Linked DNA regions of Mus musculus: all the other regions are linked to region 1. A link is a contact called in public promoter capture Hi-C data. All regions are on one chromosome and are shown on one strand. The core of a region is the stretch at or near the end of the contact, and the rest is flanking DNA. Distances in the headings are between cores, read along the strand shown. Region 1 holds the start of Kat8 (K(lysine) acetyltransferase 8). Region 2 holds the start of Xpo6 (exportin 6). Region 3 holds the start of Coro1a (coronin, actin binding protein 1A). Region 4 holds the start of Tbx6 (T-box 6). Region 5 has its middle 9.8 kb from the start of Aldoa. Region 6 holds the start of Il27 (interleukin 27).

Region 1 (3,760 bases), core at 1,124-3,623:
TTCTCATTCTTAGGGTGCCGGGCACCTGGTATTATCCTGCTCTGAACTTCTTTACTGCCCAACAGCAAAGTAACCAGTTTTTCCTAGTGCCTTCTCTCTTATTTTTTGTATGTGTGTCTACCTGTGGGTTTGTGCTCATTGCTGTAGATGGCCTGTGGAGTCCAGAGGGGTTTCGAATCCCCTAGAGCTGGAGTTACAGGCAGTAGTGAGCTGCTTGCTGTGGAAGCAGAGCTGAGATTGTCGACAAGAGCAGTGCATGCCGAATCATCCAGCCAGCTTTCCCTCAGTGCCACACACAAAAGGATCTATTCTATTCCCAATGCCATCTCACATAGATACACAACGGTCAGATATTTCTTGGACCATAGTGTCTGAGTTCTGACCTCAAGCTGCCCCTCTCAAGAACTGTTACGAAAGCCGGGCATGGTGGCACACACCTTTAATCCCAGCACTCGGAAGGCAGAGGCAGGCAGATTTCTGAGTTCGAGGCCAGCCTGGTCTACAGAGTGAGTTCCAGGACAGCCAGGGTTATACAGAGGAGCCCTGTCTCGAAAAACCAAAAAAAAAAAAAAAAAAAAAAAAGAAACCTTATGAAAACTGATCACCAAATTATGAATCAAAGAACTTTCAGAGAATGTCTAAATGAGATGTTTATCCAGCCCTACTCTGACTCAACACACTGTTGTGTGCTACTGTAAAAGTTACCAGTGCATGCTGGGTACGTAAAACCATGTGGCAGGAGCCAGTCAGTCTCAACAATAGAGCGTGAGAAAAGGAGCTTTATTCCAGTAAGCCAGCTAAGGAGGAACTGGCTGGCATTATCATCCCTAAAAAACAAAGGTCTTACAGTGCTGCTTCTTTTCATCGACTAGTTCGCCCACAACGCAGTTCCTAAAGTAGTATGCACTGGGCAAGCTATTAAAGGTGTCCGGTGCCCCAATACAGTAATTAAGGAAAACACGTGTGTGTGTGTGTGTGTGTGTGTGTGTGTGTGTGTAGAAAGGTGAAGTTAAACAGCAAATTAGACATGTGTTACTCCAATTCATCTACCAATAAGTTTACCTTGAATGCTGCTATATAGCTTATATAAAGCTATGACTTAACCATATGTATATATGGTTTAACCTTTACTGAGTCTCAGAGAATTGGTATTCTGTACTTGGAGGAGTGTCACTACAGATTCTCCAGGCACTGTCTCCCTGCTCAAACCCTTCTTGGCTGGAGATGTTCAGTGGTAGTGTTTGCCTAACATTAATGAAGCTTCGGGTACAATCTCTAGCAGTGCATGAACCTGGTGTGGTGCCATCCTAACCTCAACATTTGAAAGGTGGAGGTTAGACAACCACTCAAGGTTCTCCCTGGCCACGCTCGAGGTTTTTTGTTTTTGTTTTTCAAAGATTTATTTATTTATTATATGTAAATACATGTACACTGTAGCTGTTTTTAGACACTCCAGAAGAGGGTGTCACATCTTGTTATGGATGGTTGTGAGCCACCATGGGGTCTTAACTCGGGACCTTCATAAGAGCAGTCAGTGCTCTTAACTGCTGAGCCATCTCTCCAGCCCCGCTACATGAAATTCTTAAGAGAAAAGAAGTTGCCGGGCAGTGGTGGTGCAGGCCTTTAATTCCAGCACATGGGAGGCAGGGGCAGGCAGATTTCTGGTCTACAGAGTGAGTTCCAGGACAACCAAGGCTACACAGCGAAACCCGGTCTTGAAAAAAAAAGAGAGAGAAAGAGTGAGTAAGTTTATTTTGAAGGTAGTTTATTTGGCACACCTGTTCTTTTCCTGTCTCAACTGGTTTTTGCTCCCACCCTGAGCGAGAGACGCAAATATAGAGTGGGTAGCATATAAAAAGCCCTGGGTTTTGGCCCCAAGCATCCCATAAAACTTAATTCAGTGATAGAGTACAACTGTAATCCCCAGGATACTGCTGCACGTTCAATGAATTTCAGGCTAGCCTCTGAGAACCTTTCTCAAGAAATAGGAATGCTCGCCTTTAATCCCAGCATTCGGGAACCCAAGGCAGGAGGAGCTAGGTCAGCAAGTGTGTAGGCAGCCCGGGCTATGTCACAACAAACAACTCCACAAAAATAGCTAAGTCCGGGTGTGGCGGTGCACGTCTTTAAATACCAGGACTCAAAAGGCAGAAGCAGGTGGATCTCGAGGCCAGTATGGTCTACATAGCGAGTTCCAGGTCAGTTAGGACTGTAATTAGACCCTGTCTCAAGTTGGGCCAATTTTTAGCAACAACAGCCACACGCAGTACGCACAAAACAAAACCTTGCCACGTCACAACCTCCCCACCTCCAACACGCAAGACTATGCCCGCCCCCACTGATCCGGAAATAAAAGCGGCTCTCTGGCCGGTCACTTCCGGCACAGCAATGGCGGCACAGGGAGCTACAGCTGCAGTTGCTGCAACAACTTCAGGAACTGTAGGGGAGGGAGAGCCCGGCCCGGGGGAAAATGCAGCAGTCGAGGGGCCTGCCCGGTCCCCGGGCCGGGTCTCTCCGCCGACTCCGGCGCGTGGCGAACCAGAAGTCACCGTGGAGATCGGAGAAACGTACCTGTGCCGGCGGCCGGATAGCACCTGGCGTGAGGGCGGGGCCCAGGGCCTAGGGGCGGGATTTAGGGAATGGGCATGGCCTAGGAATGGGCGCTCTGTGGGGCTGGGAGTCTTGGGGCCAGGGTGGTGACTCAGGTAAGAAGGCGGGATTTCGGGAGCTGAGAAGCCCACTTTGTAATTGGAGGTTGGAGTCAGGCCATGCTTGTTTTCACCTGTAAAGCCACCAGTCAGCTGAATACAGAGTTGGCCTGTGAACATTCACTCTGGTTCGATTTCAGGCTTCATTTTTTTTTTTTTTTGCTATATCTGTTCCTTCATTGGTGTTTTGTTGTCTGTCTTTACATTTCTCTTGCCCCCTCATCGCCAGCAAAGAGGACAGCCCAGTTCCTAAAAACACGTTTCCTTATCTTCCTTATCTTTTCTTCCTTTTCTTTCCCTCTTCAAAATAAACCTCAAGCTGCTGGCTTCAAAATAAACTCCGAGCTGAGATGGCTCAGGACATAAAGGTATTTGTCACCAAGTCTGGTGATTTGAGTTCTGTCCCCAGGACCCACATGGTAGAAGGAGACAATGATTCTTACTGTTTGCCCTCAGAATCCATATAAGAGTATCCCCCACCCCCTAATACGATAAATACATCTAATTTAAACGAATAAATGTCGGTCATGGTGGCATACACCTTTAATCCCAGCCCTGGGAAGGCTGTGAGTTTGAGGCCAGCCTGGTCTGCATAGCAAGTTCCAGAAGAGCCAGGACTACATAGAGAGACCTTGTCTCAAAACATAATTAAACTCCTTAGACTGGGTTTGTTTGTTTTTTGTTTTGTTTTTTGTTTTTTCGAGACAGGGTTTCTCTGTGTAGCCCTGGCTGTCCTGGAACTCACTCTGTAGACCAGGCTGGCCTCGAACTCAGAAGAAATCCGCCTGCCTCTGCCTCCCAAGTGCTGGGATTAAAGGTGTCTGAGACCTTTCCAGTTTCTAGGCACTTCTAGTAAGGGCTATTGCCAGACCAATCTTGCTCTGCCCGCCAAAACTATGTGTTTATGTGCCTTTTATCACCTGCTCTTGCTATAAGTAATCTCATGTCTTCCTGGCTAGCTCTTACTCATCTCTTAATTTTTGTTTTTTAAAAAGTTATTTATTTATTTTTTATTATTATTTTTAAAATTTATTTATTTATTACATGTAAGT
Region 2 (3,682 bases), core at 71-2,570, 1.7 Mb before region 1:
AAGGACTATGGAAAAGCTAAAAAGCCTGCAAGAAGAGGAGGTATTTTCCTTTCAGAGAGGTTTTTTTTAGTGGGACCTGAAAGTATGCATAGTTTTCCAAGGAAAAGGCCAGAGCAGAAAACAAAAAGAACAGCAACCAAGATGTCCAAAGACCCCACTGCTGACTCTGCCATCGTCTGTATCCGTAACCAGTAACCTCTACAAATACTACTTTAGATTTCTGCAAACGCAAACCTACCGCTGGACAGATGGTCTCCAAAAATCCAGCCAGTTCTATAACAGATTGCTTATGTTCAAATAGTGCTACTAACCCAAAAGAGTCAACTGACCTTGGGCAGAGTAATTAACTGCTTCTTGCCTCAAGTATCCCCCATTTCCAATCAGGGGGTTGATATACTAACAAAATACATACCACTGACTTAGCAAAGGAAATGACACACAGTATGCCATCAATAAATAAATGATACTGATAATCACGACTTGCTGCACAAGGGCACAGCCAACAGTGAGGCAGGGGGTTGTATCCGTGGCGCTACTCAAGACATCCAGTGGGGGTGGGGGTGGGGGCAATGGGAGCGTACAGCCGGTTGCACACCCTGCACGCATGTGTCACCGGCCAGGCTCGCACGCGCCTCTCCCCGCCTCAGGGAAGAAGAGATGGCTCAGCTGCTCTGAGGCCCACTGCCACCCCTCCAACCCGGTCCCTGGACCCACTCACCATGCTGGCCGGGAAGGGGATGGCTCAGGTGAGCTAGCTCTTGGGATCCGTCGTGTCCCGCTCGCACAGTTCAGGTCATGGTCCCGGCAGGCTCGGGGAGTCCCCCGCCCATGCAAAGACAACCGGTTCCCTACCCGGGCCCCGCCGGCACCTTTAAAAGGAGCACACGGGCCCCTTCGGGGACCCCCCGAAGCGATTCATCCAGACCTCGGCCCACCCCGGGGAAACGCAAAAGCAGAAAATGGGGTTCAGAGGCGGCTACACGAGGCCCCCCGCCTGGGCCCGACCCCCGAGAGGGAGGCTGCGGGCCCAGGCAGGGACTCCCCGGCCTCCGCGGCCCGAGGCGGCGACGGGCCTCAGCCGAGACTGAAGGGGCAGAGGCTGCCTGGGCCTGGGCGGCGCGGCCGGCTCAGGAGAGAGGCCCGCGGGCCCTTGCTGTCCTCGCCACCTCTGTCCTCGCGGCGGGCTCCCTCCGCATCCCTGCGCGCCACCAGTAGCCGCGGCTCGCCCCTCGCGGCCACCCTCTGCCAACAGCCCAACGCGCCGGAAGTGGCGAGCACCAGGCGGCCCCTCAGCCCGCGGCCTGCTGCGGCGCTGGAACCGGACCAATCCGGAATCAAGTGAGGGCAGAGGAGGGCGGGGCCGCACCTGACTGTTCACTGGCCCCGCCCACCACGTCCCCGCCCAAGAGGCCAGGGACCGCCGCGTTGGTAAAGGGACACGCGGCCATTTTGGTAAAGGAAAGGTTTCCCTTTCGTTTCTTTTCACTCATTCATTCCGCAAATCTTTTCTGAGCATCTTTCCGGACCCTGACACCGGACTAGAAGTTCGGCGATGCTGGTCTGTGCTCTCCTGGGATCTTATTCATTCAGTCCACAGTTCTGGGTCCTAGGACCAGAAAGTGTCACAGGATGAAATTGAAACACTTAGTGTCACGATCTAAATTGGCTTCATCCCTAATTCCAGACTCCAACACCAGGTGACTCAACACCCTCTTCTGGACTCTGGAGACACCTGCACCCATACTCACATAGCATACACATATATAGGTACACAAACATGCATGTAAATAAAATAAGTTTTTATGGGATATGGCTCAGCCTTTAAAGGTACTTGCCACTATGTCTGACAACCCAATCTAAGTTCAATCCTCAGAACCTGTACTGGTTTAAATAAGAATGCCTATCCCATATCTAAAGCTTAGTCATCAGAAGTGGCACTATTTGAAACCGATTAGAATGATTAGGTGTGGTCTTGTTGGAAAAATGTGTGTCACTCGGGGTGGGCCTTAAGAGTTCAAAAGTCACCGGGCAGTAGTGGAGCTTGCCTTTAGTCCTATCATTTGGGAGGCAGAGGCAGGCAGATTTCTGAATTCGAGGCCAGCCTGGTCTACAGAGTGAGTTCTAGGACAGCCAGGGCTACACAGAGAAACCCTGTCTCAGAAAAAAAAAAAAAAGAGTTCAAAAGCCAATGGCAGGGATGGTGAGATGGCTCAGTGGTTAAGAGCACCGACTGCTCTTCCAAAGGTCCTGAGTTCAAATCCCAGCAACCACATGGTGGCTCACAACCATCTGTAACAAAATCTGATGCCCTCTTCTGGAGTGTCTGAAGACAGCTACAGTGTACTTACATAGAATAAATAAATAAATAAATAAATAAATAAATAAATAAACATTTAAAAAAAAAGCCAATGGCAAACCCAGTCTCCTTTTGTGAATCAGATGTATCTTTTAGCTACTGTTCCAGTACCATGCATGTCGACCTGTTCCCTGCCATGATGATAGACGGACCATCTGAAACTGGAAGCAAGCCCCCAATTAAATGCTTTCTTTTACAAGAGTTGTCATGGTCATGGTATATATTCACAGCAATAAAACAGTGACTAAAACAAAACCCAATTGAAGAAGGAGAAAATAAATTACCACAAATTGTTGTCTTTTGACCACACTAGTATCATGCTTGCACAGGGACACACACACACATTAGGTCTCAGGCAGTCCACATATCCAGAATGAGCTCAAGATGGACTATAGAAGGAATTCTGGTGTTAGATAAAAGCCAGAATTCCTAGGAAACTTGTGAAACAAGTTCCTATTCCCCCAAAAGGAGTCCTTTCCCTTACTTCTGGCAGAAGGGACACCTGGCTCTCCACTGACTTATAGCTATGGCACTTATCAGCATATCCACGTGGCCTCCAGGCTGCTGAGGTCCCTATTCACAAGTACTTGTTACTCACTTCAAAGATTCCACACTAGCATCCTGACCCTTCTCACCTTCTCCCTCTACCCTAAAACTTCATGGCTGCTTCCCACCCCCACCTACGCATCCACCTTATAACTTAATGATTTTCCACCCCCTCCTCCCTGTCTCCCCAACTCTCTCCTCTCCAGATGGCCCTGCCCATCTCCTATCTACTTTTTCTCTCTGCTCTGGAATCTTTCAGGGGCCTCTGGATGTTTTCTCTCTTTTTCAAAAAAAAAAAAAAAAAGGAAAAAAAAAAGATTTATTTATTCTTATATGTAAGTACATTGTAGCGGTCTCCAGACACACCAGAAGAGGGCGTCAGATCTCACTACGGATGATTGTGAGCTGTCACATGGTTGCTGGGACTTGAACTCAGGACCATTAGGAAGAGCAGTCAGTGCTCTTAACCACTGAGCCATCTCTCCAGCCCCTGGATGTTTTTTTTTATTAACAATAAAACCCTTCCCCCTAATGGAGCAGTCATTTTGTAATTTCTCTACTGTCTCCCCCAGCAAATATGAAAATGTGAAAGAGAGAGAAGCTGGGGGCAGGGGGAAGGGGAGAAGGTGGTCTGTCTGAGAAATTTGGAATTATTTCTCATAAACTTAAAAAAGCTTGGTGTAGGCATAGAGGCTCATGACTGTGAGCCCCAGCAATTGGAAGGTTGAAGGATTGATATGACCGTAAGACCAACCTGGACCATAAAGACCCTGTCATAAT
Region 3 (3,762 bases), core at 603-3,102, 1.2 Mb before region 1:
CCGGAAGCTCACCTTGCCTAGGGGTAGCACCAGGAAGGCCCCTCCCCCACTGGCCTCACAGATCAGAGCCATGAACTTGGGGTTGACAGCGCAGAAGCCACTGTCCCAAGTGGTTTGTGAGACGCGCACATCCTCATAGCACTGGTCAGCCTTGGCTGGCTGTCCAAACACGTGGCGGAATTTGCTGGAGCGAACCACCTGCCGGCTCATCCTGAAGGATACAGATTGTAAACTTTTCTTTGGGTCAATCCCAGCCGCACTTTGTCATCCCCAGAGCAACCCTTGGCCTGGCCTTGAGGGTTCCAGCATGGCGTCTGAGGCACCCTGACCATGACTGACAGCTTGCTTATCTCCCTGCTTACCCTCCCCAGTTTTTCTGTCAAATTCCCAGGCACTTCAAGCCACACCCTCAATCCTGCACCATCAGCCCCTACAACAGCCTGCTATGGTGTGGCTCCAAGGGTCTGGTTCTTGACTAAGACACAGTGCCTCCTTCCTAGTGGTCCAGACAGTCTGGAGATAGGTTCCCTCCTATCGAACTCTTCTAGATCCCACATCCCTCACACAGAGCTTCCTAAAGGCAGGGCAGGGCTTCTCCCTGGCCTTCCAGCTCAGGGATGGCACACAGAGGGATGCAAGCCAGCTTGCCTAGGAAGGGATGCAGTAGCAGGATGGCTTCCCCAGGTTTCTGGCTACAAGAAGCAGCAATGGCTTGGGTCCCAGCATCTCCCCAGACCTCTGCTCCTAACCTCCGCTCAGAAAAAAAGCAGATGTTCTTCTGAGCCATTTCTGCTTCCGTTAAACTACACTCAGGAGAGGCCCACCCTGACTTCCCTGAGGTCCGCTAAGATGGTTACCCACTGTGGCTAGGCAGCCAGCTAGTGAAGCCCAGGGGCTGCCTCTATCCTGTGCCCAATCCCTCCTCCTTCCTGCTCAGTAAAGGAACCTCGGCTGCGCTGTGGAAGGCATCCTGCCCAGAGCCTCTATCCACCTCCCCAGCCTCACCCATCTGCTCTGCCTTAATGGGGGACTCAGCCCCTTCGTGCTGGGACTCCAGTCCTCGCACACCCCGGTATCACCAAGGAGGCTCCCAGGTCTATTAAAAATAAAAGCAGGTGAAGTGCCTGAGTGAAGTCTCCAAGACAGGAAGGGGACACAAGACCCCAGTGAGCAGTCTGGATTTGGGAGAAGGAAAGCCCAATCCAAGGTAGGGGCGGAAGATGTGCCCCACCCGGCCTCCTCCCCCACCCAGGTACCAAGCCCGGAAACCACGGAAAGGGGAACTTAGTCTTGTTTTGCACTCAACCCCTTCCTGTCTCAAAGCTCAGGGCAGCTACTTGGCTCACCCCACCCTGCATCCCCCACCTTCAGAAGCTCCCTCCCCGGGGCATAGGTTCTGAGCCCAGCTACGGCCGCTCCCAGGAGCCCACCTCCATCTTGGTCACGATGGTCCTTAGCCCTCACCTTGGAGCACTCTGGGACCTACTTGCCCCTTCGAACTCCCTCGTCCTCGATCCTCCTGGCGGGGCTCACAAACCGGCTCTCTGTCCCCAGCCTGGTGGCTCTGACAGCTCGCCCGCCCCCACAGTCCCACAGTCCTGCCCCCACACTGGCGCTGGCCCCACAGGTGGCCCATGGCAGCGTTGCCTGGCCCTTGTGACCAGCCCTCCCCCGGCGCCCAGCCTCACCTGCTGCGGAGAGCTGAGCGTGACCCCTCCCAAGTAGAGGAGGAAGGAGAGAAGGATGGAGGAGCTGCAGGCTGGCCACCGAGGATGCTCTGTCAAGACAATGAATGAGCAGCGGCCGTGCGCCGGCCTCCTCCGGGTGGTAGCGCCCCTTTGGGCGGAGCTCATGGAGGCCCGGCCCTTCGCTCCAGGGCTGCAAGACTGGGACCGCTCCCCATGCTGTCAGCTCCAACCCCCGAACAGATGCTGACGCGAATCAACTCTTCTTTTAATGTCAGAACGCAAAAATATCCCGTTCCTTCATCCCTCCCCCAGCCGCCCGCTGCCTCCTCGAGGTCCTTTCCCTGGCACCGGAGAAAGCTTTAGAACGGCTTCAACCAGCTTGAGAGCCTTCTCTGCTACAGGAGGGACCTCTCCTGTCGTTACCCCAAATGGATTTCTGGGAGGCCTTGGGGGGGTCATTTCTCCTTTCTAGGGATTTAGGGCTTCAGCGGGGACACCCTTGTCCTCTGCTTCGTGGCATTGAGGCCCGGAAGAAGTAAAATAACTGGGCATTATGGAGCACCTGTTCTGTGCTGGGGCTATGGAGGCAAATGAGTAGTGCTCCCCCTCTAGAGAGCTCTCGGGCCATGAGAAGAGGGAGTCGGGAGTCCGTCTGACACAGTTTAAAAGCCACTGAGTACACACAGAAGTCTGATATCACACACAGCTGGGCTGTGGTCCATTCCTGTCCCTTGAGGGGAGTGGGTTGTCACGGTAGCAAGGGCAGAGGAAGAAAGGCCTTTGCTGGAACCATTGTTGTGACTCCTGGCTGTCACTCATTTGAGTGACCTTGGGCAGGTTAATTTAATCTCAGCCCCAGTTTCCTGTCTATAACAGTCTTACCTGCCTTCGTATGGAGATGGTCACTCCAAGGATAGCTGGATTTGCATCTACAGAGTGGCAGGTATTAATTAGTGTTGGGGTCTTACAGTCAGATATGGTGGCCCACACCTGTAAATCCATTACTACGGAGGCAGAGGCAGAAGGGTCAGTGAAACCAAGGCCAGCCTGGTCCACATGTAAGCTCCAGACCAAGGCTACATAGTGAGACCCTGTTTCAAAAACCCAAAAGATGTTGGTTCTTTTCATTATTGCCATTTACCAAAGCTTTGGGCTATCCTGGGAGGAAGAGGAAACACCACAAGTGGCTCTGGAGAAGGGTAGGGGGCTGAGGCGCAGTGTCAGCAAAGCTCAAGGACACAGGTGTGCTGACAGTCATCTGTAGTCAGGAAGCTGAGGCAGGAGGCCAGCCTGGGCTACATAGCAAGACCCAGTCAGAAGAAACTCTTCTTTAAGGTAGAAGTAGTTCGAAAGAACAGAAGGGGCTCCAGTTGTACTGATTAGCCGTGTGATCTTGGCCAAGAGGCCCCACCTCCCTGAACCTCAGTTTCTGTAGGAGAGAAACAAGAAGTCCTGCCCACCTCACAGCTAACGGTGCGGTGCGTAAGGTGTAGTCTGAAGTGTTCTGCAGTTACTCAGTACAGGGTTGGATAGTGCCTGAGGCTCTGTGACTGTAGCCAGCGACTCTAGAGTCTCCAGCTAAAGTGATAACAGTAATGGGGCTGAGAATGGAGTTCAGCTGGCAGAACACCTCATAGCATGCATAAAGGCATGGCCTCCAGCATCACATAAGCTAGGTGCCGGGCTAGAGAGACAGCTCAGTGGTGAAGAGCGCTCACTGTTCTTGCAGAGAACCAGGATTTATTTCATTCCTAGCACCCACATGGTGGTTTACAAACCATCTGTAGGCATGCATGTGATGCACATACATACAGGCATGTAAAACAACCACACACATTTCCTTAGTTACTGTTCTATTGCTGTGAAGAGACACCATGACCAAGACAAGTCTTATAAAAGAAAGAATTCAACTAGGAGCTTGCTTACGGTTTTAGAGGGTTAGTTAGTCCATGATCACCTTGGGGGGCGGGGGAGGGGGGAGCCAGAAAGGCATAGTCCTGGAACAGTAGATGAGAGCTCTACATTCTGATCCACAGTCATGGAGAGAGAGAGAGAGAGAGAGAGAGAGAGAGAG
Region 4 (4,052 bases), core at 483-2,982, 1.1 Mb before region 1:
TTTGTAATCCTTGGACCTTGAAATCTTGTAGGGGCTTCCAAATCCTCCCTGTTGGAGCTGTCATTGATTTTCAGAACTACCCGTGCTTCAGAGTTCTCTCTCTTCCCAGTGAGGAAAAGTGGTGTCTGGGCAGGCAGCTGAGCTTCTCTGGGCCACAGGGTTTTTTGTTTTTTGTTTTTCATATATAAACCAAGACCAATGGTATTCATTCCCAAAACCCCATTGCCTAGTGGTAAAAGTATTGTCTGTGCCTGGCAGCCCTTTCTCTCCTTCCAGGAGCAAGCCTTTGAGAGCAGCCAGAAGTACAAAGAGGGGAAATACATCATTGAACTCAACCACATGATCAAAGACAACGGCTGGGACTGACCTAGCTCCTGCCGCATGTGGCTTCAGCCTGGCCTGGCCGCCAGGGGGAGCCACTGGTTTCGCTCCTCCTGAAGGGAGCTCTGGACCCTCAGGGCCCCCACAGGGGAAGGACCCAGCTCCTGTACATACATTTTATTGCATGCACTGTGACCTTGGGGGGAGACAAAGAGGGGGATTGTACCCCCACCCCCTGCACCTCCCTGCGATCTGGCTGGCTTGGATCTCATTTTTTAACCCCTTCCTGTCTTGCCTGTCCCATAGATAAGGCCTGTGTGCTGCTCTCATGGCCCTGGTGCACCACCTTTCTGTGAATCTCTCCCACTGGATCCCTCTTACCTGCAACGTGTCTGTTCTCGTTCTGTAGCATTTGTAAATAATAAAACAATGGAATGGAGACAGCCCCTGGCTCACATGGAATACAGAGAGGGGACCTGGAATCCAAGTTCCTTCCCTATAGATGGGTTCCATTCAGAGCCCTCAGCAGGGGGAATGGAGTAGGAACAGTAGACCAAACTAATCTTGCTCCTGACATCTTGCCTATGTTAGTCCTGGCTTTCGTTCCTCGGGGGCAAGCGTCAGAGAAGACCACCAATTCTCTGGCTTTGCCGCCCCAGTCTGAACTACAATTCCCAGGGATCCCAGCACAGGTTGCCTGTGGCCTTTACGTGCGACTGGCGCGGTGCCTACTGGGAAGTGTAGTTGAAATGTTCTCGGCGTGAGACCTTGCGCTTTTTGCACGAGATACCATAGATGTGTAACTGTGCACGCCCCTCAACTTTTGAGACTTGGAGGCTTTTCAGACTATAAACCAGGGAGGACTCTAGGCTTTAGTCCTCTGCCTCGGTCTCTTGAAGATGCCCAGTGTCTGGCGTATCAGCTCAGACATCAACCCTGCACTTGTCCTCGCGTTCACTTCGCAAGGCTAGTCCTCCAAGTGAAAAAAAGGGAGGGGGTCACCTTCCAGAAAGTCTGGGGCTTTAGGGTCTAACCCGGGATCCTAGGCTCGGTGCCAGGATCCAGATCCCACCCCTGCCCCCTAGCCGGTCTGCCCCCACCGTGGGAACGGAGACCAGCTGGCCGGAAGCGCCAAACTGCGTCCCTGTCTTAGCCCTAGGGATCAATCAGACCGAGGAGTTAATTATGTAATGAGGGGGTAGGGGGTCGGGACTAGTGAAGCTGCGAGGGAGAGGGGAGGGTACCCAGGTATCCGGCCTCCTCTTGGACCCCTTCTAGGCCCCAGGGGTCTCCATTCCAGCCCACCTCCAGGGCCCCAAGGAGGGGAGGGGCTGTGATCTCTGGTTTGGAAGGGGCTGTGCTGTGAGCTATAAAGGGGGCATCCCTTAGACCCCGGATTCTAGCAACGGGACACAAGGCCAGAAGAAACTACAACATGTACCATCCACGAGAGTTGTACCCCTCCCTGGGGACTGGCTACCGTCTGGGACACCCCCAGCCTGGGGCAGACTCCACCTTCCCACCTGCCCTGACAGAGGGTTACCGCTACCCTGGTGAGCGGTTGGATTGGCTCTGGGTAAGGGGCAGGAAACTGGGAATATGTGGCCCTCCCCTGGATCCTCATTCTTCCCACATCTCCAGATTTGGATACTTCTAAACTGGATTGCTTCCTCTCTGGGATCGAGGCAGCTCCCCACACTCTGGCTGCAGCCGCTCCTTTGCCCCTTCTCCCATCTGCTCTGGGCCCCGAGACAGCACCGCCACCCCCAGAGGCCCTTCACTCGCTTCCTGGGGTCAGCCTGAGCTTGGAGAACCAGGAACTGTGGAAGGAATTCAGCGCTGTGGGGACAGAGATGATCATCACCAAGGCTGGCAGGTGAGGGACGGCCAAGTCAGCTTTTAGAAAAGAGAATTCCTGGGACAGAGCTAGGGTTAGGGGCCCCTTCAGGGCTAGGACAACCCAGACAGCAGAATCTAACTATGGCCTGACACTGTGACCCTGGACTAACAGGAGTTACACTGTGTCGAGGTTTAAGGATCAGGCTGGCGAGTTTGTGACTGGGTTTAGGAGCCATTCTATCAAGGGTCAGAAAGGTCAGCCTGGCTGGGTTGTAGATTGGCATGTGGCCTAACTCAGAAGCAGACAGCCTATGAGAAGGGTCAAGGACCAGTCAGTGACCAGTGTGGGAGAATCTGTCCAGGATCAGGGGCCGTGTGTGACTAAGTCCCAGCTCACCCTGAAGGAAGGTGATTGCCTACCGTGTGAGCTCTGGCAAGGTCTCTAAGGCCTGAACCCCAGGCTAAATCCTGTCCCCAGGGCCCAGCACCTATTATTTCTGAAGAAAGTTAGTCTTTGCTGCCACAGAGGTCAGTGCTGCACCAAGGTGGGGAGCAAGAGGCTCCTAAGGCTTCAGGAAGAAAATAGTTACCACTGTTTCTGCAAAGAGAGTTACAGGGGGCAGGGGGCAGGAGCCTGGACAGGATGTGGCAAGGGCTCGGAGACAGAATTGTACCATGTTGTAACTAGGATGGAGAGAGTGAAGGGGCAGGTGGGGAGATTAACCTGCTCCGGCCTGTCAGAACCCCTAACCTGTCTGTCCCCTTTGCCCATCTGTACAATGGCTCTTAGACTCTGCTGGAGAACCTAGTTACACCTCTCTGGCTTTACCGTGCCAAAACTGAGGTGCCTATTGCTAGTTCCTTCACTGATGCTGGGCTCACAGCTGTTAGAGGGTAGCTCCAGGCCTCTCCTCCTTCCCCTTTCCCTGCGCAGGCGCATGTTCCCTGCTTGCCGAGTATCAGTCACTGGCCTGGACCCAGAGGCCCGCTACTTGTTTCTTCTGGATGTGGTTCCAGTGGATGGGGCCCGATACCGCTGGCAGGGCCAGCACTGGGAGCCAAGTGGCAAGGCTGAACCCCGCCTACCCGACCGTGTCTACATTCACCCTGACTCTCCTGCCACTGGTGCCCACTGGATGCGGCAGCCCGTATCCTTCCATCGTGTTAAGCTCACCAACAGCACACTGGACCCCCATGGCCACGTGAGGCCCAGGCTGGGACTCCTTGGTGGGGTGTTAGGGTGGTAATGGGAGGAAGGTGACGGCTGGGAGTCACCTCGTTTCTTCCCTCCCAGCTGATCTTGCACTCGATGCACAAGTACCAGCCTCGCATCCACCTGGTGAGAGCCACCCAACTATGCAGCCAACACTGGGGGGGTGTGGCCTCCTTCCGATTTCCTGAGACCACATTCATCTCTGTGACAGCCTACCAGAACCCTAGGGTGAGTGGCCTTGCTTGAGGGAGGGTCAGTGACTGTCGCCCAGGCTACAGGGGCTTTGACCTGCGTGTGTGTCCTCAGATCACACAGCTGAAGATCGCAGCCAATCCCTTTGCCAAAGGTTTCCGAGAAAATGGCAGAAACTGTAAGAGGTGGGCATCATTCATTCAGGGAATGCTTACTAATTATTGTGTGCCGGGTACTGTGCCAGGGTACCAGGAACATGATGGTAAGTAAAAACATGTGTCCACTCTTTTTTTTTTTCCAAGACAGGGTTTCTCTGTGTAGCCCTGACTGTCCTAGAACTCACTCTGTAGACCAAGCTGGCCTCGAACTCAGAAATCCACCTGCCTCTGCCTCCCAAGTGCTGGGATTAAAGGTGTGTGCCACCACCACATGGCTCTATTCACTCGATTCAACAATTACTTAAGCTTGCTCAGTCCTCATACAATTG
Region 5 (3,747 bases), core at 828-3,327, 1.1 Mb before region 1:
GTCCAGACTACCGACTGGGCTGGGTGTGGTGAAGTCCTGACTCTGGGCTGGGCATGGTGGCGTGCACTTTTAGTACCAGTACTCCAGAAACAGAGGAGCTTTGTGAGTTCAAAGACAGCCTAGTGTGCACAGCAAGTTAGTTCCCAGACAACCAGAGCTACGTAATGAAGGAACTCTTGTCTCAAAGACAGAGAGAGAGAGAGAGAGAGAGAGAGAGAGAGAGAGAGAGAGAGAGAAAGGAAGCAGGCCCTGATTATGTACTGGGCTTATGGGCTTGTCACACAAATCATCTTTCTCCCGCCTATTCACTTATTTCACCCTATATTCACTTATCTTTCAAGTACCTTTCATCACCAGAAACAATCTGATACTATGTTGCTTTTAGTTGTCTGCCTATGACTCAGTACCTGGGACAGTGCCTGGCCTAGGGTTACTGCTCAGTAATGAATGTGCTGACTGAAGAAAATGAAGGCCCAGATCAGACGGAGGTCGGAGGGAGCAATCTGGGGTAAGAATGGAACTCACAGCTTCACTGAGATGAGGACAGCAGGCATCCAGGCAGTGGGTGGGACTGGGCAGAGGGAAGTCACAGGCTTCTGCACAGCTCCAGCAACAGTCTTGGGTCTCGGAGGCACCTTGTTTCCTGCAAGGGGAGCTGCAGTCTGTGCAGCAGCCCTGGGCCTAGGAGATGACAAGACTCAGGATCTGGGCCAGACATCGGGGAGGGGACAACTCTCCACTTTAATTTCTGGAGACGGGCAAGACAATGGTTAACCGGAGTCCAAGAGGAAGACTCCCCTGCTCCCACGGAAAGGACAGCTGCTCTGACTAAATGACAAAGGTGTCCCAAGATAAAGACCTGCAGGTGAGGGGCCCCACTAATCACCAGGTTCCTCTTCCCCAAGGCCTACCCTCTCTTCCACACCAGGCGCCTCACCAGCAGACAGTGCCTAGTCAGCAGCACTAGGCCCAGCAGCAACAAATAGATGCCCACCGCGATGAAGACGATAGCAGGGGTGGGAAGTTGCAAGGAAGGGCCGATGGAAGCCGGGGCTGGATTCCACGGGCCAGGGGAGGCCTGGAGAAGCACAGAGGAAGCCGTGAGCAGGAGATGAGATGCCAGGAGGGATGCAGAACTAGATGAGAAGGCAATAGAGCAACACCCTGACTCCCCAGCCTGTCCCCCTGACATCCTCACTCACGATCCTGGACCTGCCATCACTTTAGAGTCATCTGGGAAACACTGCTCTTTGGGGAATACTTCTCTACACAGAGTTTTGAATCTGACTCCAGCATAACAACCTTCCAATCCTTCAGCTCTCAGCCTTGGCCCCTCTTCCAATTTGCTTCTTTCTGCACCAGCTGCCCGGGCATCTCCACTCAGAACAACGTTTATTTCAGGGGCAAAGCTTCCCCACCCCAGCCCCTGGCTACGCCTCTACCCCCACCCCTTATCCCGCAATCACGATGAAATCTAAGCAGTTCCCAGAGGTTCCCTCCTCGCTCTGGCTCCTGGGCCTCTGTACTGCTGTCTGAGTGCTAGTAAAAACTGTCTTGCTAGGAATCCCAGAAACGTGCCACCTCAGGGGGGAAGTCCATCCTGGGCACTGTCTCCCAGCTCTTGTCCTAAGCCAGAAGACTTTTTATTGGATAGAAAGCCCCCCCCCTGGTCCGAGCTCAGAGGCGGATGAGCACAGAGCACTGGACTCACGTCCATGGGGCTGGGCAACGCCAGTCTGTCCAGGAGCTGCAGAAGAGAGAAGATTCTGGGCTCAAAGATCGAGTACCCTTAATCCGGGGTACCCAATCTCTTTCTCTCGTTCTGCGTGGGAAACCTGAGGCCCACGGATGGAGACTGGACAGGCGAGGATCAGGAGAGCCAGCGCCTTCCCCTCCGGCCGGGCCACGCCCTCCCTCCACGGCCCCCAGGTTCCTGCTCCCTCGGACCACGCGGCCACAGCACATACAACCATCGACGGCGGGCAGTTTACAGATCCCGCGCCGCCTAAGGTCCGAACCGCCAAGGCGCCAGCACCGCCCAGAAGGTTGGCGCTGCTTCTTGCAGTTGCCATGGGGACCGCAGTACTGCGACTACGGCAGCCGCAGAGATCCAAACACTGTATTCCCGCCTCATTGGACTGGCCCTGCCTTCTTCGACCCTAGGTAATCGCCAGCTCCCAGCTTTCCCTCCGTAACTAGACAGAAATAGCACGCTTCTCGCCACCGCTGGCCCTGGAGAGATGCTGGTCGAATGCTGAAGGTCGTAGGAGACAGGCTGGGTCCACTCCCTCTTCTGCAAAGGAAGAACTGCCTGCCTCAGACATACTGTGTTTTTAAACTTTACTTTCCAGAGAGGAACCAGAGAAGAATTAACTGGAGACAAGGAGGACAACTCCCCTGCTCCCTCGAAAAGGACAGATGCTCTAAATGGCTTGCAAGTGAGGGGACACACTATGCACCACGTTCCTCTTACCCAAAGCCTACCGTTTCTTCCCTCGTTAATTGTATGGAAAGAATCAATATTTTTCAACCCGTCTCACTTCAACAGCATTACTCTCTGCTCCCCTCAACCCCCGCTTTTTGCAGTTTTCTTTAAAAAAAAAGATTTATTTATTATATTTATATGAGTACACTGTAGTTGTTTTTAGACATACCAGAAAAGGGCATCAGAACCTATTACAGATGGTTGTGAGCCACCATGTGGTTGCTGGGAATTGAACTCAGGATCTTCTGAAGAGCAGTCAGTGCTCTTAACCGCTGAGTCATCATCTCTCCAGCCCTTGCATTATTTTCAAAGTGATTTCTGTTAGGGAGTAGTTTCCTGAGCTCAGCCATCTCAGGACTGAGTTCCACCTGGATGGCAGAATCAGAACTTAACTCATGTTCCCAGGCCCCAGAACTCAACTCCTACCCTGCTTCCTCAGATGTTTTGTGTTTGTCTGTTAAGCAGTGAAGGATGCAGAGAAGGAAGATACTGTTATCTCCATTATCTAAACTAAGGCACACAAGCCATAAGGCACACAAGTAAGACATGTGTTACTAGTCTTAACTGACTAGTTCAACTTGCCCACTCCTTTGTTCCCTTATCATTTCAAGATTCCAGACCAGAGTCCAGGAGGAGACCAGGCTGCAAAAGCTGACGCGAGGATCTGAAACCAGATGACCCGGGAAAGGCCCAGTCACCAAAAGTGACCTCCTTTTTTAACCCTTTATGTCAAAATATAATTGGTCAATGCAAGAGTCTACCCTGTTACCCGTCACTTTTTGTTCCCATCCTATAAAAATATTGTAGAAATATTGGACAGTCTCCCTTCAGGAATTCGGATCAGATCCGGAGCTGCCCACCTCCCTCAGCGCTAAGAAAATAAAACTTCCATTTTTAAGCTTCCGTTCTCTAAAGTGAGTTTTCTCAGCTTCCGTTCTGAACCCAACAATTTTTTTTCCTTCTTTTTTGTTTGTATTTTGCTTGCTGAGACAAGATCTCATTCTGTAACTCAGGCTGTCCTGAAAGTCACGCTATAGTGTAGCTTGGTCTGGGCCTCACCCTGAGTGCCGGATGGCAGGCATGAACAGCCGGGTCCTGTTCACACCCGATCACACCACCGACTGCAGGAGAAAACTGCTTTCCAGACTTGGCACCATCCACCCTGACCATCCTGTGGTTTCACTCCAGAGCTCCAAGAGTAAATCGAGGGCTGGTGAGATGGCTCAGTGGGTAAGAGCACCCGACTGCTCTTCCGAAGGTCT
Region 6 (3,951 bases), core at 1,281-3,780, 1.3 Mb before region 1:
TTAGCCATACAAACCTGCAGATCCACATCTGCTCAAACACTTGTCTATGTACCATACTTTACTGCCAGTCTCCCCATCCCCTTGCCGTTCACTTACAGAGAGGTGATGCCATGCCTGGAAAGTCAGGGAAACATTGGGAAGATGGTATCCCAGGGGCAGGAGGTCCAGGTTCACTCCTGGCAATCGAGATTCAGCCTGAGGGTTAAATTCTGTTAGTGAGGGCCAGTGGGACTTGGGGGTGTCCTCACCTCCAGACCCAATTGCGCTAAGGAGACTCACAAAGCTGTGGACATAGCCCTGAACCTCAGAGAGCAGCTTCCTGGCAAGGTACAGGCTGACTGTGAATTCCCTGCGCAGCTCTTGAAGGCTCAGGGGGTCTGTTGGGAACCCCCAGGAACCAGCTTGTACCAGAAGCAAGGGTAGCAGCAACAGGCTGAGCCCTGGAGAAAGGAGGAAAGGTGACAAGATAAAGGCTGGAGAACCCTGGAGAAGGAAGAAACCGATCTATACAAGCACTGAGTCTCTTTGGCATCTTCAAGCTACCCTCTTAGAACCATCATTTGGACCACAGAGGCTACCCCCATGTCACTCTGCACACTGTTGTAAGAACACCAAAGGCAGGATCTTTGTTGTTGTTGTTGTTGTTTCGTTTTGTTTTCTAGACAGGGTTTCTCTGTGTAGCCATGGCTGTCCTGGAACTCACTCTGTAGACCAGGCTGGCCTTGTACTCAGAAATCTGCCTGCCTCTGCCTCCCAAGTGCTGGGATTAAAGGTGTGTGCTACCACCTCCAAGCCCCAAAAGCAGGATCTTAATACACACACTCCAACTAGATCCCTTAGTCAATTGCCTTTTCCAGTGCCCAGCCTACATAACTGCATGTGTGTGCCCTAGCCCTTGAGACTGGGTAAAGTGACTAGCCACGGTTAGTCAGTGAGAGGTCAGGGAGGCAGGGTTGGACTCCAGATCCACCCAAACACAGGCCAGTACTCTATCCCCAGGGAACTCAGAGGAAGAACCCACCTGCTCCAGAGGTGGCAACACTGTGTTCTGCCAAGGATTCCTTGGGTTCACCCAGACAGCCCTGAGGCTTTAAACAGACCTAGGGCCCTAGGGAAGACCTGGCAAAGCCAGTGGTTCTATTCTAGGGACTCATATGGAAAATATGCCACTGTGCACTGAGCCCTTCTAGGGTAAATTAGCAGTATGGTCCTGGAAGGGACATGTGGTGGGGATGGCACTGATGGAGGGGGAGGCTAGTGTCTTCATCCTGCCTTGAGCAGGTCACCTCTTATTTTTGTGTCCCAGGCTCCCAGCTGTGGAGTGAGAGTCATGCTATCTGACTTTTCAGGGGACTTCAAGCCCTGCAATTTGTAGTAAGAGGGAGCAGGGCTGTGAAGTGGGAGCTCTGGGAAGAAGGCAATCTTCAGTGGTTTCTCTCTCAAGCGGGAGTTACACAATTCTCCCCGAAACCCAAACCAAAACTATCCCCAAGTCTCTCCCCACCCTTGCTCCTCTCCAGGTCCCTTCTATCCATTCATAATCTATAAACCTCCCTAAAGTGCCCTCAGCAGTAGTTAATGAAAGCTTGGGGGCGTGGGGGACGACATCTATTTTCCCCATGTACTTTCAGAAGTGGGCAGTGATTGAGATCTCTGGCATTCAGGTTTCTTGGCTTGAGAACCATTCTGACTCCCTAATATCCTGGAGACTAAATAGAATTCTTCCTAGCTCTAGGATGGGGAGAAGGCATGAACCCTTAGGCCTTGGTAAATATTACATCCCAGACTAAGGTGTGCCAGCTCATACCCACTTACCACCTCTCAAAATTCTAGACACCCCAAGACCCCTTTGTAGAGAATCCCGCCCTCATGCTCCAGCCCTTGAGCCTACCCAGCCTACAACTTGCCCCTCTTCCTACAACTCTGTTCCGAGTCCTTCAGCTCCCAGCTGCAGACTGGGCAACCTTCTAAGTTCCAGACCTTGGGTAAGTTAGAGACCTTTACCCAGAGAGGTTGCCCCCTTGGTCCCAGTCACCGCTCTTACCAGCTCCCCTGTGCCGTTCCTCTGACTGTCCTCGGTTCTCAGCCTCTTCCCTCTACACTCTTCATTTGTCTGTTTAGTCCTGCTCCTGGCCAGGTTGCCTGTCCAGTCCTCCTGACACATCCCAGACACTGCTATCACTTACCCAGCCAACCATAATTCCACTGCTCTAACCCCTGCCCACTTACACTAGTCTCATTCCCGTGGTCAGCTAGCCATGCCTGTCTACGTGGCCAACGTGTTGCCCCTCAACTTTCTGCCCCAACCCTACCTGTCAAACTTTCCCAACCTCTCCTGGGCTCCACCAAACCTCCCAGCCCTCAGCCCAGTCGCCGCTTCCAACTCACGCCAGCCAAGGTCTCCTGTCACCTGGCCCATGTCAGGGCCCAGCCTCTGTGTGCAGCCATCTCCTGGGTAGGGGGGTCTTATACTGGGGGCTGCGCCCAGTTTCACTTTCTGTCCTACTTGTACTTTCAGCTTTGTGTTCACTAAGTCTTCCCTGGCTAAAATGGGGAAACGTAATTTCCCTTCCCAGAGGGGGAAGCATGGGGGTGGCAGGAAGCTGGGGTTTCAGCCCATCTGAGCTCCAGACCCAGGTCCAGCCCTTCCCTCCCCTCCCCACCCCTGAGACTCTGGCCACTCACACAGCACTGTCCACTGGTGGGACTCAAAAGACCCGACCTCCTTGTGCTTCTCCACAGTCACGAGCATCCAAGGGCCATGGCAGTCCATTGTCCAGTGAATGACAGATGGCCAGGTAAGGGAATTACCCGTAAGAGGGGACTCAGTGGAGGTGACTCATCCATACCCTCATTTGGTTTACCAGATGGCTGAAGAGTGTGCGGGAAGTTGTAGTTCCATGGTGCTGGATGAGTCTGTGGTGGGGGTGGGGTGGGGCAGGAACTGGTTTGTTGCATTGAGAGCTGTCATTCAGGTGTCTGTAAGTAAGTATCATGGATGAAGGAGACCCATCTCAAGGCCACGGTTTCATGATCAGCCTCATTCAGACAATGGCTCCGTCTATGAACAGAGTCACATAGGATTAGGGGTCAGTCCATATGAAAGAGTCAGAACTTGATCTAAGGTTAAACTCCACGGCTAGCCTGAGGCCAGTGTATGTGGTCTCTCCGTGTTTGGGGCCAGAACTATCAATGAACCTTCTGCTGTGGCTGGTCAGGGTTAGGCTTAGAGCTTCATCAGGGACAGAGCTGTGCAGTCTCTGACTGAAGCTGTGATTCAGGTAAGGTGAAGGCTTACACTAGGGTAAGCACTCAACCAAGGAGAATTGAGGTTCAGCCTGTGGCCAGCTTGGGGTTGCATGAGGTCAGGTCAAGGCTCAGCCAAAACCTGCAGTAATCCCAGCGCTTCAGCACCATGAAGATCACAGAAACCTATGATCTTCTCAGGGCTGGGGCCTGACTATAGCATTCCTTCCATCACAACCTGCTCTCAGCCACACCCTTGGTTTCCCATCTTCGGAGAGAGCATGGGGGTTTCTTGCTCTTCCCCAAAGTCCTGCTTTCCTTTTGGGACTTGTGGGGTTTCCCTACTGGGTTCTTGCTGTGAGATAGAAACTAAGGGGGTTTCCCCTTCGGGTATTGCACCTCTTCATCCCTGCCTAGGAACTGCCCATCTAAGGATTCTTGAGCCACAGTGCCAGGGAAATAGCAAGTCCTGGAAGCTATTAGAGAGCTTCAGGGAAGGAGAGGGAAGCTGGAGCAGAACGCCCTGGTCCATGCAGGCGTTTGCTGCATCAGTCCCAGGAGCAGCAGCTCCTCCACCCACTGCCAATAAGCATGCGTGTGTGCATGTGCATGTGCGTGTGCGTGTGTGTGTGTGTGTGTGTGTGTGTGTGTGTGTGGTGAGGATAAGCACACTGGTCAGCCTACTCTTCTGCACACCACCCCTCT

What was found. Promoter capture Hi-C pulls out the DNA fragments that hold promoters and counts their contacts.
Region 2: a promoter capture Hi-C map of liver shows a contact between it and region 1, with 2.8 times the contacts expected there. The contact joins the promoter of Xpo6 here to the promoter of Kat8 in region 1. A contact is called at or near these places in 2 of 39 promoter capture datasets (liver and pre-B cells) and 1 of 115 datasets of contacts at active chromatin or transcription factors (pancreatic cancer cells).
Region 3: a promoter capture Hi-C map of liver shows a contact between it and region 1, with 4 times the contacts expected there. The contact joins the promoter of Coro1a here to the promoter of Kat8 in region 1. A contact is called at or near these places in 2 of 39 promoter capture datasets (both in liver), 1 of 484 Hi-C or Micro-C datasets (B cells) and 1 of 115 datasets of contacts at active chromatin or transcription factors (thymic regulatory T cells).
Region 4: a promoter capture Hi-C map of liver shows a contact between it and region 1, with 4 times the contacts expected there. The contact joins the promoter of Tbx6 here to the promoter of Kat8 in region 1. A contact is called at or near these places in 4 of 39 promoter capture datasets (the C10 cell line, liver, neutrophils and 1 more), 4 of 115 datasets of contacts at active chromatin or transcription factors (double positive thymocytes, regulatory T cell precursor, stem cell-derived neural progenitor cells and 1 more) and 1 of 9 other capture datasets (liver).
Region 5: a contact with region 1 is called in a promoter capture Hi-C map of liver, with 5 times the contacts expected there. The contact joins the enhancer-like site here to the promoter of Kat8 in region 1. A contact is called at or near these places in 3 of 39 promoter capture datasets (liver and pre-B cells) and 1 of 115 datasets of contacts at active chromatin or transcription factors (pancreatic cancer cells).
Region 6: a promoter capture Hi-C map of neutrophils shows a contact between it and region 1, with 2.8 times the contacts expected there. The contact joins the promoter of Il27 here to the promoter of Kat8 in region 1. A contact is called at or near these places in 2 of 39 promoter capture datasets (liver and neutrophils).

Annotation. Positions count from the first base shown.
Region 1 is chr7:127,910,144-127,913,903 of GRCm38.p6, forward strand. Kat8 (K(lysine) acetyltransferase 8) reads left to right here and starts at 2,374. Exons shown (of 11, transcript NM_026370.2): 1 at 2,374-2,599. The coding sequence starts at 2,389.
Region 2 is chr7:126,199,181-126,202,862 of GRCm38.p6, forward strand. It overlaps Xpo6 (exportin 6), which reads right to left and starts at 1,321. Exons shown (of 24, transcript NM_001311143.2): 1 at 719-1,321. The coding sequence starts at 721.
Region 3 is chr7:126,702,964-126,706,725 of GRCm38.p6, forward strand. Coro1a (coronin, actin binding protein 1A) reads right to left here and starts at 1,853. Exons shown (of 11, transcript NM_009898.3): 1 at 1,689-1,853; 2 at 13-211. The coding sequence starts at 210.
Region 4 is chr7:126,779,751-126,783,802 of GRCm38.p6, forward strand. Tbx6 (T-box 6) reads left to right here and starts at 1,733. Exons shown (of 8, transcript NM_011538.2): 1 at 1,733-1,874; 2 at 1,963-2,197; 3 at 3,095-3,362; 4 at 3,455-3,601; 5 at 3,680-3,750. The coding sequence starts at 1,757. It overlaps Ypel3 (yippee like 3), which reads left to right. Exons shown (of 5, transcript NM_025347.3): 5 at 277-760. The coding sequence ends at 366.
Region 5 is chr7:126,807,159-126,810,905 of GRCm38.p6, forward strand. No RefSeq gene overlaps it. Among named protein-coding and RNA genes, the nearest start is that of Aldoa, 9.8 kb to the left of the region's middle. Within about 2 kb of position 2,078, at least 312 of the 459 cell types and tissues checked have an H3K27ac peak or open chromatin away from gene starts, as enhancers often do. A contact at or near this core is called in liver, pancreatic cancer cells and pre-B cells, where this site is marked.
Region 6 is chr7:126,592,492-126,596,442 of GRCm38.p6, forward strand. Il27 (interleukin 27) reads right to left here and starts at 2,531. Exons shown (of 5, transcript NM_145636.2): 1 at 2,389-2,531; 2 at 280-440; 3 at 97-195. The coding sequence starts at 2,419.